3 separate regions of the Sus scrofa genome follow, and regions 2 and 3 are each linked to region 1. Evidence: chromatin contacts called from public HiChIP or PLAC-seq data. All regions are on one chromosome and are shown on one strand. The core of a region is the stretch at or near the end of the contact, and the rest is flanking DNA. Distances in the headings are between cores, read along the strand shown.

The links. HiChIP or PLAC-seq counts read pairs in DNA pulled down with a chosen protein or histone mark.
Region 2: a contact with region 1 is called in an H3K27ac HiChIP or PLAC-seq map of alveolar macrophages. The contact joins two enhancer-like sites.
Region 3: an H3K27ac HiChIP or PLAC-seq map of alveolar macrophages shows a contact between it and region 1. The contact joins two enhancer-like sites. A contact is called at or near these places in 1 of 5 promoter capture datasets (fetal liver), 2 of 47 Hi-C or Micro-C datasets (embryonic fibroblasts and fetal skeletal muscle) and 1 of 2 datasets of contacts at active chromatin or transcription factors (alveolar macrophages).

The regions. Positions count from the first base shown.
Region 1 is chr14:74,948,783-74,951,455 of Sscrofa11.1, reverse strand. It overlaps SPOCK2 (testican-2), which reads left to right. Exons shown (of 12, transcript XM_021073211.1): 3 at 120-128; 4 at 439-484; 5 at 748-862; 6 at 2,206-2,320. Among named protein-coding and RNA genes, the nearest start is that of SPOCK2, 18 kb to the left of the region's middle. Within about 2 kb of position 1,310, at least 12 of the 83 cell types and tissues checked have an H3K27ac peak or open chromatin away from gene starts, as enhancers often do. A contact at or near this core is called in alveolar macrophages, where this site is marked.
Region 2 is chr14:75,148,005-75,150,677 of Sscrofa11.1, reverse strand. No RefSeq gene overlaps it. Among named protein-coding and RNA genes, the nearest start is that of DDIT4, 32 kb to the right of the region's middle. Within about 2 kb of position 1,362, at least 18 of the 83 cell types and tissues checked have an H3K27ac peak or open chromatin away from gene starts, as enhancers often do. A contact at or near this core is called in alveolar macrophages, where this site is marked.
Region 3 is chr14:74,814,247-74,816,919 of Sscrofa11.1, reverse strand. It overlaps a transcript of PSAP not described here. Among named protein-coding and RNA genes, the nearest start is that of CHST3, 35 kb to the left of the region's middle. Within about 2 kb of position 1,354, at least 12 of the 83 cell types and tissues checked have an H3K27ac peak or open chromatin away from gene starts, as enhancers often do. A contact at or near this core is called in alveolar macrophages, where this site is marked.

The DNA.
Region 1 (2,673 bases), core at 61-2,560:
TGGGAAGCCTTGGGACCACATGGTCCGAGGGTGGACCTCACACTAAATCCCCATCTCTCTCTCTCTCTCTCTCCTCCTGCTCCATTTCCGGTGGCCTGCTGCTGCTTCCTGATCCCCAGGAGGTGGAGGTGAGTACTGTCCGGGGCGCCACTGCATGTGTATTCCCATTCTTCTCCCTCTGCATCCTCACCCTGATTTCTCCTTCCCGGCAGCATCCAGCATGGGAGCGGGGAGAGGGAAATAGAACTTGTGGGAGAGGCTGGAAGGGATTTGGGGATGTGGGTTTAGGGGGATAGAGGTCTGGGGGAGGCAGCTGGCAGGGCCTGGGTAGACAGGGATCGTGTGGGAAGCCATGCGCACGGTGGCACTTGGCCTGTGGAAGAGGTGGTCCAGCCCTCTGGTCTGTTCCCTTCCCCTCCTGCCTCTCACCTTCCTCAGGACGACTACATCAAGAGCTGGGAGGACAATCAGCAAGGAGATGAAGGTAACATACCCCTCGCAGGTGCAGGAAGGTGACTGACACCTGTGAAGATCCGAGACCAGAGGGCAAATCCTAATTGTGGCCTTTGAGGCTCCTTGGGGAGCCAGGCGCTGATAAGGGTGGGACGTCTGAGCTAAGGAGCTCTGATTATCGAGGGCTGCCAGAGAGAGGGGCTTCCCAGCTCGGAAGGGAGGCTGGGGGTGGGTTCCAGGGCTCTCTGGCATGGATTCCCAGGTGACCTGTGTCCTAACTCTGCGCCCCTGCAGCCCTGGATACCACCAAGGACCCCTGCCAGAAGGTGAAGTGCAGCCGTCACAAGGTGTGCATTGCTCAGGGCTACCAGCGGGCCATGTGCATCAGCCGCAAGAAGCTGGAGCACAGGTGAGGGCCTTGGGAAGCTGAGGGGGCTGGAGGGGGGTTGCTTAAAGGGCAGGGGCTTCACTGATCCTCTCCTTTGTATTAGTTATCTCTTGCTGCAAAACAAACTACCCAAAGCTTAGTGGCTTGAGACAACAAATGTGTATTATCTCACACCGTTTGTAAGCGTCAGGAATCACACGTGGTTCTACTGGTTGGTTCTGACTCAGGGAATGTCAGGAGGTTACGGTCAGGATACCGGCTGAGGTTGCATCATCTGAAGGCTGGACTGGGGCCAGAAGACCCACTTCCAAGCTCCCCCACTTGTTGACCCTAGTTAAGGAGGCCTCTCCATAGGGATGCTTGAGTGTGCTCACAACATGACAGCTTGCTTCCCATGAAGCAAGTCATCCAAGGGAGAGAGAGCAAAGGAGGAAGCCGCAATGTCATTTATGACCTGGTCTCAGAAGTCACGTTGTTACCCATGCCACTTCTGTTTGTTAGGAGTGAGTCATAAGTCCTGCCGCATTTTGGGGGAGAGGAATTAGGCTCCATCTTTTGGAGGGAGGAGGAAATATGTCTATGGACATATTTCAAAACCATCACACTGTATGAGATCGGTCACCCAATTGTGGGACCCAGGGAAAGGCACATGTCCTCTCTGGGCCTTGGTGTCCTTTTCTGTAAGGCAAATAGGTTGGCCCAGTTAGTTTGAGGTTCCTTCCAGCTCTGACATGCAACGACTTCATGACATATTTCAGGCCAAGTTCATAGAGGAAGGAAAGAGTGAGGGGCCTATGAAGCCTGAGCTCCCGGCCCAATGTCAAGACCCTGCCTGACTCCAAGGGCTCTGGGGAAGATCCCATTTCTCTTCTCTTTCTCCCTAATCATAGAATCAGGGACCGGAGATGTAGGGTTACAATCTCAGATGCTGGTAGCGGCCTGGCAGGTGATGTCCATGGATGAAGAGAGCTCAGTGATGGACCACTCTGGGGAGCTCAGGCCCTCTGGAAATGCAGGACAAGACTGCCATGCCTTACGTTTCACCAAAGCCAGGAATCCAGATTTTTATATGAATGTTTCCATGTTGCAAATGTTGGTGAATAACTCAATTCAAAACAAAAACCCTTGCTGGAGAGGAGAAACGGGGGGTCTTTACTCTGCCCTGATGATTCTACCATTGTGAACTAGAGGAGGGTCTCCTGGGGGTGATGGGAGTGGGGGCAGGGGCAGGGAGGCAGCTGCGTGTCCTATAGGTCACCAAGAGCAGCTTCTTGCTGGAACCAGTCTCCTGAACCCTCCCTTCCCCTGTCCCTCTCTCATTTTTGCCTCCATCCTTGTGCCCTCCCATCCCGCTCCTCCTGTAGGATCAAGCAGCCCGCCCTGAAACTCCATGGAAACAAAGACACTGCCTGTAAGCCCTGTCACATGGCCCAGCTCGCCTCCGTCTGTGGCTCTGATGGCCACACTTACAGCTCAGTGGTGAGGAACCCCAGCCCCGGGTTGGGTGCGCTTGAAGCCACAGGGAACAGAGAGGAAACTCAGCCCACCCTTCTGTGGGGCAATCAGTGCTGACATGGGGCCAGATGCTCTTGCATTCAGTGTGGCCTAATCACAGTAGGGGAACCAAGCAAACCCAGGCTGAGCAGCTCAAGAGCCTGAGCTAGGAGTTCCCGTTGTGGCACAGCAGAAATGAATCCAACTAGGAACCATGAGGTTTGGGGTTCAATCCCTGGCCTTGCGCAGTGGGTTAACAATCTGGCATTGCCATGAGCTGTGGTGTAGGTCGAGGACATGGCTTGGATCGGGCATTGCTGTGGCTGTGGTGTAGGCCG
Region 2 (2,673 bases), core at 113-2,612, 200 kb before region 1:
GCCTTGCTCAGTGGGTTAAGGATCCAGCGTTGCTGTGAGCCGTGATGTAAGTCGAAGACGCAGCTCTGATCTGGCGTTGCTGTGACTGTGGCATAGGCTTGGCGGCTACAGCTCCGATTCGATCCCTGGCCTGGGAACCTCCATATGCCGCAGAAGCAGCCCTTACTAAAGGCAAAAAGACAAAAAAAAAAAAAAAAAAAAAATGTGTCCTAGAGAAGATGACAGGGTGGAAGGGAGCATGAGGGATGGAAGGGAGCATGAGGAGAGGGCCAGGGACCCTTAGCCTCTGGGGGGAAGTGAGAGAACATAAGATCCGTGAGCCGGAGGGAGGGTTCAGCACGGCAGGTCCTGCTGGGACGAGCAGCTGTGCCTGATGGAAGGTGATGGGGGAGGGTGGGGGTGCGGGCGGCCCGAAGCCCCAGGTACAGCTTTGGGGCCACGTGGCCTCTGCAAAGCCTTCAGCCCCCAGCAGAGCTGAAATGGAAACTCTGAGTCCAGTTTCAGGATCAACGGAGGAGCTGAGGGAAGATGGAAAGCAGCTGAAAATGCCTTAGTTTGGCTGTTGCCCCATTCAAATCCTTTCCTTCTACAACGCCCTGCAGCTGTGGCCAATTGAAGAGCTTCCCAAGCACAATGGTAACCTCTCCCTGTGCCCCTCACAGCCGGCCTCTGGGCCTGGCCGGGCAGCTGTTAAAGCCATTTCACCAGTGAGGACCTGAGAAGCCGACAGGTCACACAGCCCGGAAGGTGTGAACATGAGGTGAGGCCAACTGCTGGGCATGGGAAAGGAAAACCAACAGCCAGATTCCAGAAAGGATCCACAACATTCGTCATCCCACCATCAGAGCTCCCATTGACTGAGCTCTTACTGCATGCCTGCTCTCTCATCCGCCCCCTGAGCCCACGGGAAAAGCCGCATACAGTAACTGTGATCCCTATTCTACAGATGAGGCCTCTGATGTCCAGAGAGGTTAAGTCCATTGCCTAAGGTCACACAGTCACAGGTGGTGAAACAGACAGATCCGATCACAGGGCAGAGTGTGTGCTGGCCTGAACCACAAGTGTAAGCCTCCGCCGTGAGCACGCGTGAGAAAAACCCACAGAGAATGTGTGCAAGGTGGAGGGCTGGGTTCCAAGCAGTGGGGAACAGCTGTGTTGGCGGGGGGGGGAGGGGCGCAGAATGTGTGTGTGAGCACAGCTTTGACAGCGGCAAACAGTGCGTGGGAGTGTGTTGACGACAGGGTGTGGGATGGCAGTGCCATCGCCATGTGTGTTTCTGCTGGCAGCGGAATGTTCTGGTCTGTGTTGATAAACAACAGTTTGGGCAGGCTTGAGGCTGGAGCGGGGACAGAAGAGAAGCACTGGGGGGCGGGGACAAGCCCAGGGGTGACCGGAGGCCCAAGCCTGCAGCTCCCAGAATAACGAGGGAAAACAGAGCGGAGGCAGTTGTTTTCTCAGCTGACCTCACTGGGTGCGCTCCTCTGGGTGTGGATCCCTCTTCAAATCACCTGATGCCCATAAACGTGAAAAACAGGAGCAGGGACACGCTGTGAGGAAGAGAGTGTTCTTCCTGGAGTGCTAGTTGCACGGACGGAGGTTTAATCAACAGCTGAGGCCAGTGCAAACGCATCGTGATGTCCGTGGCCGGGCAGAGTCTTCAAAAGTCAGCTTCTTGGAAGAGGTGGCACCCCCGAGACCATCCCAGGTCACGACTGTAACAGGAGCCCCTGCATCTCACCCTCGCCTCTTGGCAGGCATAGGTGTGAGCCTGCAAGCAAGGGCACCCCAACCTGGGAGTTGTCACATGAGAGATACCCCGGGGTCGGGCCCCCAGCCCACTGCTCCCATCAGAATGCCCCCTCCCAAGGCTCCCTCTCCATTCCTGGGCTGCCATGTTGCCTCAGGACCTTAGATTCACCGCCTCCTGGATGCCTTCCACACTCCCCACCCCACTACCTTAAAACGGCCTCCCTCAGCTGCTCTCATTGCCAGGGCCCTTCACGCAGGCCACACCATGTGCATGTCGCCTGATCATCTGCTCAGTGCGGGCACTGAATGAGGCAGAAATGGAGGGGGGCAGGTGTGGGTGAAGACCCTTGAAGACTTTGTAACTGCCCTCAAGGATCTTGTGGCTCCGCTGGGGCACACAGAGGGGAACAGCATGAATAAAGCCAAGTGTGATAAAGCCAAGTGAGGTCACCAGAGCCAGTGCTTCTGATCTGGAAGCTGGGGGATTGGGGGGGGGATGGCGCATGGCGGGAGTGGTGGCCCTGCCAAATTAGTTTTAGCTCCTTGAGTTCAGGGATCTTCTGAAGCCAACACACAGAATCTGCTAAATCAGTGTCTGTAGTTTCTTGATTGAAAGCCTCCAAACCACCCTCTGAAATCCTTGTTTGGGAGCTAGAGGTGCCCCCCCGCCCCGCCCTCTGTGGGGTTGGAGGAAGGAAGTCTTGGCCTGGCCGAGCTGGTGGAGGAGGCTGGCGATACTCTTCCCTGTTCTGCTGGCCGCCCTCCCGTCAAGGGCTTGTTATTCCCCAGGGTTGTTTAACGTGTGCTTCCTGTACCCCAGAGCTCGCAGCACCCAGTCACCTCAAAGACCAGGGCAGGAGAGAAACACCTTAGGCTGAGGCTCCTGCTGGTTAATCACAGACACATTGCTCTCCTTGTCTCAGA
Region 3 (2,673 bases), core at 105-2,604, 130 kb after region 1:
TTTGCTTTCACTTGCCTGAGAAGATGGATTTAAATGCATACATTTAATTTATAAATATATATATATATATATATTTCTAAGGCTGCTGTCAAAGAGCGTACTGCCTATGTTTTCCTGTAGAAGTGTCATGGCTTCAGGTCTTCCATGTAAGTCTCTAATCTGTTTTCAGTTTATTTTGTCTGGTGTGAGAAAGCAGCCCTGTTTCATTGTTTTCATCTAATTGTCCAGTTTTGCCATTACCACGTATTGAGTGGAGGCCACCTTTTCCTCATGGAGAGTCTTGCCTCCTTTTGTTGTAGCTTTATTGACCACATAAGTGTGGGTTTGGAGTTCCCTGGTGGCCCCGTGGTTAAAGTGCTATGGTGGCAATTGAATCCTTGGCCAAGGAACTTATGCATGCTGCTGGCACAGCCATAAAATGAATAATATTAAGTGTAGGGTTTTTTTTTCTGGATTCTCTATTCTCTTCCATAGATCTATGTGTCTGTTTTGTGCCAGTACCAAACCTTTTTTTTTTTTTTTTTTTCTGTTTTGGTCTTTTTATTTTAGGGCCGCACCTGTGACATATGGGGGTTCCCAGGCTAGGGGTCCAATTGGAGCTGTAGCTTCTGGCCTACACCACAGCCATAGCAACACCAGATCCAAGCCATCTCTGCAACCTACACCACAGCTCAAGGCAATGCTGGATCCTTAGCCCACTGAGCGAGCCCAAGGATGGAACCTGCATCCTCATGGATGTTAGTCAGATTTGTTTCTGCTGAGCCACGACGGGAACTCCCCCAAACCTTTTTTTTTTTTTGTCTTTTTGTCTTTTTGTTATTGTTGTTGTTGTTGTTGTCCCCAAACCTTTTTGATTACTGTAGATTTAGGATATAATTTGAAATCTGGGAGCATGCTACCTCCAGCTTTATTCTTCTGTATCAAGATTGTTTTAGGTCTTCAGGGTGTTTTGTGGTGCTGTACAAATATTAGGACTATTTGTTCTAATTCTTTTGAAAAATGCATTGGCACCCATTACCTGTGGGTCGCTGCTGTCCAGTTCTGCAGCCTCCTCAGCCCCCTGGAGTTGAGGGATCTGGGCCGCCCCTGCCTAGAGCTGCTGTGGAAGCCAGAGAAAAGAGCCAAGCCTGCTAGTGGGGGTGCATTGGACCTCATTCCTGTGGACGGTTCTGTAAGGTCACTCCTGCCCCAGCCTGGCTCTCCCTCGCCAGCTGTGCCAGTTGCTTGGGCATCTGGCTGGCTGTGAGGCTTCAGCAGTTTGGAAGCAGTTTGCCAGGTTAGTGCAGCAAAGGTTGTGTTCTCCTGCCCTCGTGTGGTCAGTCCTGGGATAGCAAGTGCTGGGTTTCCTTGCCTCTCTGATGCTATGCTGGAAATGGCCGCCAGAGGGCAGATTTCTTAGCACTGTGCCACTGGATATGCTCCCCTCTCCACCCTCAGTGTTACACGTGTAGATTAAGAAAACAAAAACACGTTGTCGTGAGCTGTGGTGTAGGTTGCAGCCGTGACTCGGATCCCGAGTTGCTGTGGCTCTGGTGTAGGACGGCAGCTACAGCTCCGATTAGACCCCTAGCCTGGGAACCACCATAAGCCGCGGGAGCGGCCCCAGAAATGGCACAAAGACAAACAAAAACAAAAACAAAACAAACAAACGAAAACAGCCTTGAGTTATAATTCTTTTTTTAAAATGACATATAACTGACTTACAACATTATTTTAGTTTCAGGTGTAAAATACTTGATACATTACAAAATGATCAGCAGGATAAGTCTAATTACCACCTTTCACCATAGAGTTGTTACACTACTTTGACTATATTCCCTATGCTGCACATTACATCTCATGACTTCTTTATTTTATAGCTGGAAATCTGTACCTTCTAATTTCCTTCACCTATTTTTTCCCACCCCCTCACCCCCTCCCTCTGACAACCACCAGTGTTTTTCTCTGCCTCTGTAAGTCTGTTTCCATTTTTTTATGTTCATTTGTTTTTGTTTTCTTAAGATTCCACATATGAGTGAAATCAGGGTATTTGTCTTCCTCTGTCAGATTTATTTCCCTTAGCCAAACACCTTCTAGATCCATCTGTGTTGTTGCAAATGGCAAGATTTCATGCTTTTTACAGCTGAGTAATTAATATGTAATTGTACATGCATATATATGTGTACGCAATCACATATTCATTATTCATGCACCACATTGTCTTTATACATTTATCGAGGATTCATAGGTTGCTTCCCTATCTTTGCTCTTGTGAATAATGCTACAGTGAACATAGGGTGCATATATCTTTTCAAAGTAGTCTTTTCATTCCTTTGGATAAATATTCAGGCATGGCATTGCTGGATCTCATGGTAGTTTTATTTTTAGGTGTTTTTTTTTTTTGTCTTTTTAGGGCTGCATTCACTGCACATGGAAGTTCCCAGATTAAGGATCAAATCAGAGCTGCCGCTGCTGGCCTGCACCACAGCCACAGCAACGTGGGATCCAAGCTGCGTCTGCGACCCACACCACAGCTCATGACAATGCTGGATCCCCAACCCACTGAGCAAGGCAAGGATTCAAACCTGAGTCCTCAAGGACACTAGTCAGATTTGTTACCACTGAGCCACAATGGGAATTCCCATGCATCTTTTTTTTTTTTTTTTTCCTTTCATTTTTGCCCTCCCCACAGCA